3 separate regions of the Mus musculus genome follow, and all the other regions are linked to region 2. A link is a contact called in public HiChIP or PLAC-seq and promoter capture Hi-C data. All regions are on one chromosome and are shown on one strand. The core of a region is the stretch at or near the end of the contact, and the rest is flanking DNA. Distances in the headings are between cores, read along the strand shown. Region 1 holds the start of Vgf (VGF nerve growth factor inducible). Region 2 has its middle 19 kb from the start of Ache. Region 3 overlaps Zan (zonadhesin).

Region 1 (2,702 bases), core at 4-2,503, 240 kb before region 2:
CTTTCCCTCTCCTCTACCCCCTCCCCATTTCCGTCCTCCCATCCCACCCCCGCCCACGTCTGGTCTCCCTTCACTGGACCCGGCTGGCTGATAGATTTTCTGCGCAATCTCTGCGTCATCGCCCCCCACTCCCGGAACCTCTAACTGTCCAAGCCCCCAGCCCCAACCCCTCTGGGCAGGAGATACGGTCGAAGGGTCTGATGGCTGAGAGGGTCCATCTCTGACGTTGCAATTCACCCCCCCCCCCCGGTCGCGTTCAGACCTCCCCTTTAAGCGGTAGAGAGAAATGGAGTTGAGTCACCCTCTCCACCTGCTCAACCCCCTCCCCACCTGGTCTGCTCTCGCCCTCCAAATGTCCTTGGGTGGGGGCTGTGGGGGAGAGGGAGACAGGCTGAAGGGTGTGGGAGAGTTGGATTAAAAGGGGGCACAACAGGAACCCCCTAACAGCCACAGCAGAGCCCGCTGGCCAGAAGGACAGACACACCTTTTTTTCCCCAACCCCTTCAGACACGAACTGGTTTGAACAGACACGACCCAAAGGCACACACATCGTCAATCTTTCCCTTTTCTCTCTCGACTAGGACCCTTTCCAAGGTGATTACCCAAACCGCAAGATCCACCCATCTGCGCTGACCCTGGGCGGGCATCCCGCACCGCAAATCCACCCCCTCCTCTCAGGTTCAAGTTGTCCTTGGGCGTGCTCCCTATAGACCATACTGTGGCGGAGTAGGGAGCCAGGCCCCTTCCCCTTTCAAACCCTTACCGTCCCCCCATCCAGTACTGATCTTTTACTGGCGCCCAATTAGATGCTGGCGGTGCCCTCTTCCTATTCTGCTCAGCAACGCAGGCTCCGCGCCGCAAGTGCTTTGTAACCCACCCTCCCGCCTTCTGGTTCCTCTGTACCCACCCTTCCATTCATTTTTACATTCATTCATTCATCCTTTTCTCCTCGTCCCTCCTTCATTCATTCATAGCCCCCTGCCCCGCCCGCCTCGACATTTCATTCATTCATTCATTCATTCATTTCCCGGAGCTCGGCTAGCGCACGCCCCTCTAGCCGAGGGCCCTACTGCGCAGGTGCAGGCCGGGAGCGACGCTTATCCTCCAATCATTGGACTTTCACCGTCCACCAGACACCCGCCCGCTTCCCCATGAATGAACATTGACGTCAATGGGGCGGGGCTATCCCACGTGACCCCGCGCGCTCCCCTTTATAAGGCAGAGGCGGCGCGGGCGCTGTCCAGCGTGCTGAAGCCGGAGCGAGAGCGCTGTTGCTGACCCAGCTGAGCCCAGCTTCTAGGACGCCAGCCCTCGACCATCGCTCATACTCCAGCCACGGAACAGAGCCAAGGCGGACCGGTCCCGACTTTCCCCCTGCCCCGACCCTCCTCTCCACCTCCCGCCGTCGTGACACCGGCTGGTAAATACTCCGCTGTCCATCCCTCCAACCCTCTTCACTCGTGGGCGTGAAGGGAGGATTTTCTTTCCATATGGGGTATTGAGAGCATAGCGGTGTGCCCCCGGGAAGGGTCTTTGGTAAAAGGGGAGTCTCTGCTTTTTTGTCGCTGATGAAGTCACCCACGCACCATCCGGGGAGTCCTGTGGGGAGGGAACAGATCCCCCCTCCCGCTTATCATTGCTGCTTAGTACGCGGGCGCTGGCTGAGAGATGACTTAGGGAAGGGGGCGACAGGAGGTACTGGGTACCCAGAAGGAGGATTGCGGGCGTTCTCTGCCCATTTGCACGACCCCAGAGATCGCCACATCTTTCTTGTTCTCTGCTAAACGTTTCTTTTCGGGTAAGGTTAGAGAAATGAGGGAAACCCCGGATTTCCTGCTTAAAGGTGGGGGGAGGGAAAGCAGAAATAGAAAGCGGGGAGTTCTTATAGAAATCCTCTATTTCTTTGATTTCTTCTATTTTTCAGTCTCTGGCAGCCCGTTGGTCATGAAAACCTTCACGTTGCCGGCATCCGTCCTCTTCTGCTTCCTTCTACTGATCCAGGGGTTGGGAGCAGCGCCCCCCGGGCGCCCCGATGTTTTTCCTCCTCCCCTCAGCTCTGAGCATAATGGGCAGGTAGCTGAGGACGCAGTGTCCCGGCCAAAGGATGACGGCGTACCAGAGGTCCGAGCTGCTCGGAATCCCGAGCCTCAGGACCAGGGAGAGCTCTTCCAGGGCGTGGATCCCCGGGCGCTGGCCTCGGTACTGTTGCAGGCACTGGACCGTCCGGCCTCGCCCCCGTCGGTCCCGGGAGGTTCCCAGCAGGGAACACCCGAAGAAGCAGCAGAAGCTCTGCTGACCGAGTCCGTGCGCAGTCAGACCCATAGCCTCCCGGCACCAGAAATCCAAGCGCCCGCTGTGGCCCCCCCTCGCCCTCAGACTCAGGACCGCGATCCCGAGGAGGACGACCGCTCAGAAGAGCTGGAGGCGCTAGCATCCTTGCTCCAAGAACTTCGAGATTTCAGTCCGAGCAATGCTAAGCGCCAACAAGAGACGGCGGCAGCAGAGACTGAAACCCGCACGCACACGCTGACCCGAGTCAATCTGGAGAGCCCCGGGCCAGAGCGCGTGTGGCGCGCTTCCTGGGGAGAGTTCCAGGCGCGCGTTCCGGAGCGCGCTCCTCTTCCGCCCCCGGTCCCTTCCCAATTCCAGGCTCGAATGTCCGAAAGCGCTCCCCTTCCCGAAACTCATCAGTTCGGGGAAGG
Region 2 (2,806 bases), core at 149-2,648:
GAGCTGGGATGTCACCTCTCATCCCAGCCGCTGGGGAAGCAGGGTGCATGAAGATTCCCCAGCTGGGTCCCTGTCTGCTAAAGCTGTCGCCTGCAGGGGACGCTGGAGTGCTCTGCAGTTGGGCTGTAGCAGAAACAAACACTAAAGGTCAGAAAGGAGGGAGGAAAAAGGAACTGGGGGTCCTTAGGTGTGAGCCCCACACTTTATAGTCTTGGGGCAGCGCTATTTTTTTTTCTCCCTTTGCTCGTTTACCCCTCCCTTTGGGGAAGGGGATGCTGGTGCTCCAGCCGGGAGCCTCTCCTGCACACTGGGTAAGCACCATGCCCTGATAACCACTGTGCCTCTCCAGCCTGGGAGATCCTGGGAGAAAAGCAAGGCAGGCTTTGAGGTTCCCCAAGGCGAGGTGAGCAGCAAAAGGCAGAGTGGAGAGGAGAGAAAGGGGGAGAGAGGAAAGAGGAAAGAGAGAGAGGAGGAGGAGAGGGCAGGAAAGAGAGAAACAGAAGCAGGGATAGGAAGGTGAGGAAGGAGAAGGTGGCAGTAGTGATGATGATGATGATGATGGTGATGGTGATGGTGATGGTGATGATGATGTGATGGTGATGATGGTGGTGGTGGTGATGGTGGTGATGGTGATGATGGTGGTGGTGGTGGTGGTGGTGGTGATGGTGGTGATGGTGATGGTGGTGGTGGTGGTGGTGGTGGTGGTGGTGGTGGTGGTGATGGTGGTGGTGGTGAATGACGATAAAAAGAGCAAAGGTGTCAGGACAAGGAGGAAGAATTCCCCCTGAAAGGGGCTCGGGAGTTGAGGGTAGACTGAGGAGTGCTGGCAGCTGCAGAGAGGGGAGACAGACAGCAAGCAGAGTCCAAGCAGCATTGTCAGCCAGCTGCTGCCCCCAGGATGCAGGTGTAGGCATCAGAAGCCTGCGGCTTCTCTCCTCCCCTTCTAGCCTCGACAGCCAGAGATGGGAGAGACCCCTCTTCCTGCTCTGCAGGCCTCACAGCCAACCCCGCCCCGCCCCACCCCGCCCATCCTTGATCAGGAGTCCCGAGGGTCTCACCAGCCCCTCTCTCACTGCAGCTCCCCCCTCACCTGCTTCCCCAGGGGAGGCTCTGAGGAGCCAAAGGAGACTGAGCAGCAACATAGACGTCAGCAGGCTGGGAGCAGAACCGGATCCAGAGCCGGGGGGGTGGGGTGGGGGGTGGAAGCTGTGAGCCGTGGATCCTGGCCCCAACGCGGTGCACTGGCTTTCTGCCCTGCCAGGAATGAAAACAGAACAATTTCACCTTTGAGCTGCGCAGCCTCCCTCTCTTCTCCCCGCTACCCGGACATCAGTGCTGTAGAAAGGGAGGGAACAGGAAGCTAGGGCAGGCCTACTAGGGGCCAGGTGGGAGAGCCCCACCCTTGGCCTTCCTGTCCCCCATGACTCCATCCTTTCCAAGGACTCCGCCTTCCTCCCCTGCCTCCTGTAGACAAAGGACCAGAACAAAGCCCTGTCAGCCTTTCAGCTTTGCTTCAAGTCCCCTCGACCCTCTGTCCACAGCTGTGGGACTCAGACTGTGACTCCACGGGGAATAACGCAGAATTTAACCTAAGTCTTTTCACTATCAGAAGAACTGGACTGGGTCCCAGGAAGGGAAGACAGCTAGCCACCGGGACAAAAATGCTGCTTTAGTGTGGAAGGCAATGGCGGGAGGGTTCAAGTCTCTCAGAGCCCATAGGCAAGACAGTGCGAGGCCTGTAACAACCAGGGCTGGGGAGACAGACAGGCAGGTCCCAGGGGCTCACTGGGTAGCTCGCCTCACCAATGTGGGAACTCCAGATCAGTGAGAGACCTTGTCTGGAAAAATAAGGTAGGAAGTGAAGAAGTGAGAGTTGGAGTTGGAGGTGAGGGGATGGGGAGGGAGGAAGTGGGGGTGGGGAGGGGCGGTGTGTTACGAACACACATACACGCATACACGCATGCACACACACACAAAATAATTAAAAAGGACACATACAAGATTTGGGGGGTTGTCTTTGGGAGAGGGAGAGATGTGTGGGAGGAGGAAGAGACAAGAGTACAGTGGAAGATCTACAAAGTACACTCCTCAGCAGATAGACCATCAACCACATACAAAGTGTACAAGAACACAGTTTTCAAAAGAAAAACAGAAGATGATTTGATTTTTTAAAAAAAAAATTTGGGTAGCACTGGGGATCAAACCCTGGGGCATCCGGAATGCTTGCAAGCACTTTACCACTGAGCTGAATAGCCCCAGTCCGTCTAGCGTGATTCTGAATTGGTTGGGAGACAGCTGAGCAAGTAAGAGTGGGTAGTGCTCTGTGGAGGACCAAGTAAGAACAGGTACTGCTCTGTGGAGGACCAAGTAAGAGCGGGTACTGCTCTGTGGAGGACCAAGTAAGAGCAGGTAGTGCTCTGTGGAGGACCAAGTAAGAGCGGGTAGTGCTCTGTGGAGGACCAAGTAAGAGCGGGTAGTGCTCCTTGGAGGACCAAGTAAGAGCGGGTACTGCTCTGTGGAGGACCAAGTAAGAGCGGGTACTGCTCTGTGGAGGACCAAGTAAGAGCGAGTACTGCTCTGTGGAGGACCAAGTAAGAGCGGGTAGTGCTCTGTGGAGGACCCTGGTTTGCTCCACCACACCTGTATGAGTTGGCTCATGGCCATCTGTAACTTCAGTTCCAGTGGATCTGTAGCCCTCCTCTGACCTCTAAGGACTCCTGCATGGATATGGTGCACATATGTTCACTCAGATACATATGTGCACCTTGTTAAATAATCCCGTTCCCCACAGCCTCCTACCCACCCT
Region 3 (3,044 bases), core at 120-2,619, 140 kb after region 2:
CCGAGGGGGCTTTGAAGTTGGATTCCACGCAGCTGCCATCCAGGTTGGAGCAGGAAGGTGGACAGGAGGGAAGGCAGCTGGTGAAGTGGCTGTGAGCTGGGCACTGCAGAGCTGTGGGGGGCAGAGAGGGTAGAGTTAATGAGGAGACCCAAGAGAGCTGAGGTTAGAGAAAGCGAAGACAGCAAGAGGAGCAGCAGAACTGTAGGCCTTGTTTTCCTTTTGTTATTCATTTAGGGAACATTTACTGAGCGTGGGCTTTTTTAGCCAAGCCCTGCGGAAGAAGGTATGAAAACTGATTTTTAGTAAGTGTGGGAGACTAAAAATGATGTCTCTCTCAAGTCAGCATGGGAGACTAACCATGGGAGATTTAAAGTAGGAAAGGGCCCAGCCCAGCCCAGAGCAGGGTGTCCAGGATTCCTCTCCACTGTGGGACCTCCTATCACCAACCTCCAAGATCAGAGGACTAAGCTCCTTCATGCCCTACCTCTGATCCCTCCAGCCATGAGCACACCGTCCCCCATGGCTCCCTTATGGATTTTGGTGCAGTTGCTGCTGCCGTCACCACTGTCTTTGCAGTAAGTCCCCAAGGGACACTGGAAATTCTGGCACTGAACAGCCCCTCCTGTGCAGGCACAGCTCTGGGTACAGTCCTTGGAGGTCCAGGTCTTGCCTGCCTGTGGAAGTCACAGGAAAAGAGAGTGTCCTAGAGAGACAGACTCACCTCCTGTCGAAAGTAGTTGCATTTGCCCTCTGTCTACAGGTTTTACAACAATTGAGTCAAACAGCTAGAGATGGAAAATACTGAAAAAAAAAGACTATATCTAGGGCAAATGAGTTAGCTCCGTGGTAGAATATCCATGTAGAATCCCCCAGTGAGAGACTAGTAATATGTCTCAGTGGGAGAGCTCCTGCCTAGAATACCCACAGTGAGGGGCTGGGCGTGGCTCAGTGGTAGAACACAGGCCTACAATGCTCAGAAGGGATTCTAAGCAAGGCTTAGTCACAGCTAACTTGCACAGTCATTATTGAGAGGCCAGGTACATGGCTCAGTTGTAGAGTTCTTGCCCAGCAAGTGCCAGGCCCTGACCAAGTTTCAAACTCAAGGGCCAGCCAGAGACGCAAGCCAAGACACATGAGGTCAGAGGACAACTTGTGTGAGCCAGTTCTTTCCTTCCACCATGTGGGTCTTGCTGATCAAACTTGGGTGTTCAGGCTTGAGAGCAAGTGTCCTTTTGGAGCCATTCCTTGGCTCCTAGCTTTGTAAAACGTAATCTTTACTTAAAAATTAATTATGTAGCAGCTTGTGTGCCTATGCTAATTATGTACTCTGCATTTAGGTTAAAGGAAGCCTGTCCCTAGTTGGCTTTGATTGGGAAATAAAGTTGTCATTGGCCAATAGCTGGGAAGGGAGAGAGAGGAGGGAATTTAAGGATTCCAAGGCAAAAGGCAGGAGAAGAGAATTGAGGTCCGCCATGAGAGGGGCATAGGACGGACCATGTAATGAAAGAGCAGGGGGGTGAGATGACCAAAATATTGGTGCAAAGGGAAAGCGGCCCCATGGGAGGGCTGTCCAGAAGGAACAGGGGGGGGGGCAGTAAAGATAAAATATAGATTTAGAAAGGGTTAACTCAGGAATATTGAAGGGCAGTGTATTAGCTGTGGGGACGGGGTGGGGTGGTGGTAGGATGGAGAGGGTTGGAAGTGCCCAGCCATTGAGCTAGGTAAGGCATATTAAAAATAATCTGGTGTGTGTGTGTGTGTGTGTGTGTGTGTGTGTGTGTGTGTGTGTGTTCCATTCTTGAATGCAGAGCTCTTAGGTGGATGCAGAGCCCTGCATGCCTCCACCTGAAGACAGAGCCAGGAGATAGAGCAGTTTAAGTAGAGGAGAAGCAGTCAGAGTGTTGATTGGGTCTCACTTTCTCCAGCTTGTACTGAGACGGGGTCTCCTCGTCTCTTGTTTCATTGTTGCTAGTCTTCCCAGTGAACACCTGGCCAGCCACCTTGCCAGCTTCTGGGGATTCCAAGCCCAGCTTAATGTGGGCACCTGGGATTTAAACTTGGAGCCTTGCCCTTGCACAGCAAGCACTTGGTCACCAAGCCATCTTCCCCGCTTCCCGCACCCACTCACCGGAACAAGGCCACCCTCAGCATCTTTGCAGTCGCAGTGAGTTTGGAGCACACACTTGCCATTATTCAAGAAGTAGCCAGGTTGACAGAGGCAGCCCTCCTTGCAGGTGGAAGGGACTTTGGGGCTGGTCTGCTCACAGCTGCCATCCAGGTTGGCACAGGAAGGTGGACAGGAGGGAAGGCAGCTGGTGAAGTGGCTGTGAGCTGGGCACTGCAGAGCTGTGGGGCAGGAAAAGCATAGTTAGTGGAAAAGATGAGAGGCAGGCCAGGTCTATAGGAGCCAGGTTAGGGAAAATGAAGGAAGCCTTGGGGCTCCCCCGCCACACTTTTATTGTTCGTTCCAGAAACATTTGTTTGCTGAGCATGGCTCTCGTGACAAGTACGTATTAGAAGAATGTATAAAGAATGAAATCTCCCAAGTGAATATGGGAAGCCACCCATCGGGAGACTAACACTCAGAAGAGACGCGGCTGTGGTACTACAGAATCCACCCCTACTATGGGCTCAGAGGAAGCGCCTTGTTGCTTTGCTCTGGTCTCTCCAGCCATAAGCCCCACCTTTCCCCATGACTCTCTTACGTATTTTAGCACAGTTATTGTTGTGGTTGCAGTACGTTCCGGGGGGACACTGGAAATTCTGGCACTGAATGGTCCCTTCCACGCAGGCACAGCTCTGGATACAGCCTGTGGAGAGCCATGTCTTGCCAGCCTGCAGAAGCCACAGGAAATGGAAGGAAGGAAAATCTGAGGGTGGCTATTTATGTATGTGTGTGTGTGTGTGCGTGCCCATGTAAGTATATGCATATGACTGTCCATGGAGGCCAGAAGACACGGCAATCTCTTAGAGCTGAGTTTTAGGTGTTTGTGAGTAACCTCACGTAGTGCTGGGACCCAGACCCCAATCCTCTTGTTAGACAG

What was found. HiChIP or PLAC-seq counts read pairs in DNA pulled down with a chosen protein or histone mark. Capture Hi-C pulls out chosen DNA fragments and counts their contacts.
Region 1: a contact with region 2 is called in an H3K4me3 HiChIP or PLAC-seq map of embryonic stem cells, with 21 read pairs. The contact joins the promoter of Vgf here to the enhancer-like site in region 2. A contact is called at or near these places in 11 of 115 datasets of contacts at active chromatin or transcription factors (bone marrow-derived macrophages, embryonic basal ganglia, embryonic forebrain and 8 more).
Region 3: a contact with region 2 is called in a promoter capture Hi-C map of adipose tissue. The contact joins two enhancer-like sites. A contact is called at or near these places in 5 of 39 promoter capture datasets (embryonic stem cells, liver, second pharyngeal arch cranial neural crest and 2 more), 1 of 484 Hi-C or Micro-C datasets (nephron progenitors), 3 of 115 datasets of contacts at active chromatin or transcription factors (embryonic stem cells and pancreatic cancer cells) and 3 of 9 other capture datasets (adipose tissue, embryonic stem cells and liver).

What each region holds. Positions count from the first base shown.
Region 1 is chr5:137,029,042-137,031,743 of GRCm38.p6, forward strand. It overlaps Vgf (VGF nerve growth factor inducible), which reads left to right and starts at 1,254. Exons shown (of 2, transcript NM_001039385.1): 1 at 1,254-1,420; 2 at 1,925-2,702. The coding sequence starts at 1,945.
Region 2 is chr5:137,267,398-137,270,203 of GRCm38.p6, forward strand. No RefSeq gene overlaps it. Among named protein-coding and RNA genes, the nearest start is that of Ache, 19 kb to the right of the region's middle. Within about 2 kb of position 1,399, at least 48 of the 459 cell types and tissues checked have an H3K27ac peak or open chromatin away from gene starts, as enhancers often do. A contact at or near this core is called in adipose tissue and embryonic stem cells, where this site is marked.
Region 3 is chr5:137,403,137-137,406,180 of GRCm38.p6, forward strand. It overlaps Zan (zonadhesin), which reads right to left. Exons shown (of 88, transcript NM_011741.2): 61 at 2,706-2,835; 62 at 2,129-2,346; 63 at 485-674; 64 at 1-111. Among named protein-coding and RNA genes, the nearest start is that of Ephb4, 55 kb to the left of the region's middle. Within about 2 kb of position 1,370, at least 6 of the 459 cell types and tissues checked have an H3K27ac peak or open chromatin away from gene starts, as enhancers often do. A contact at or near this core is called in adipose tissue, where this site is marked.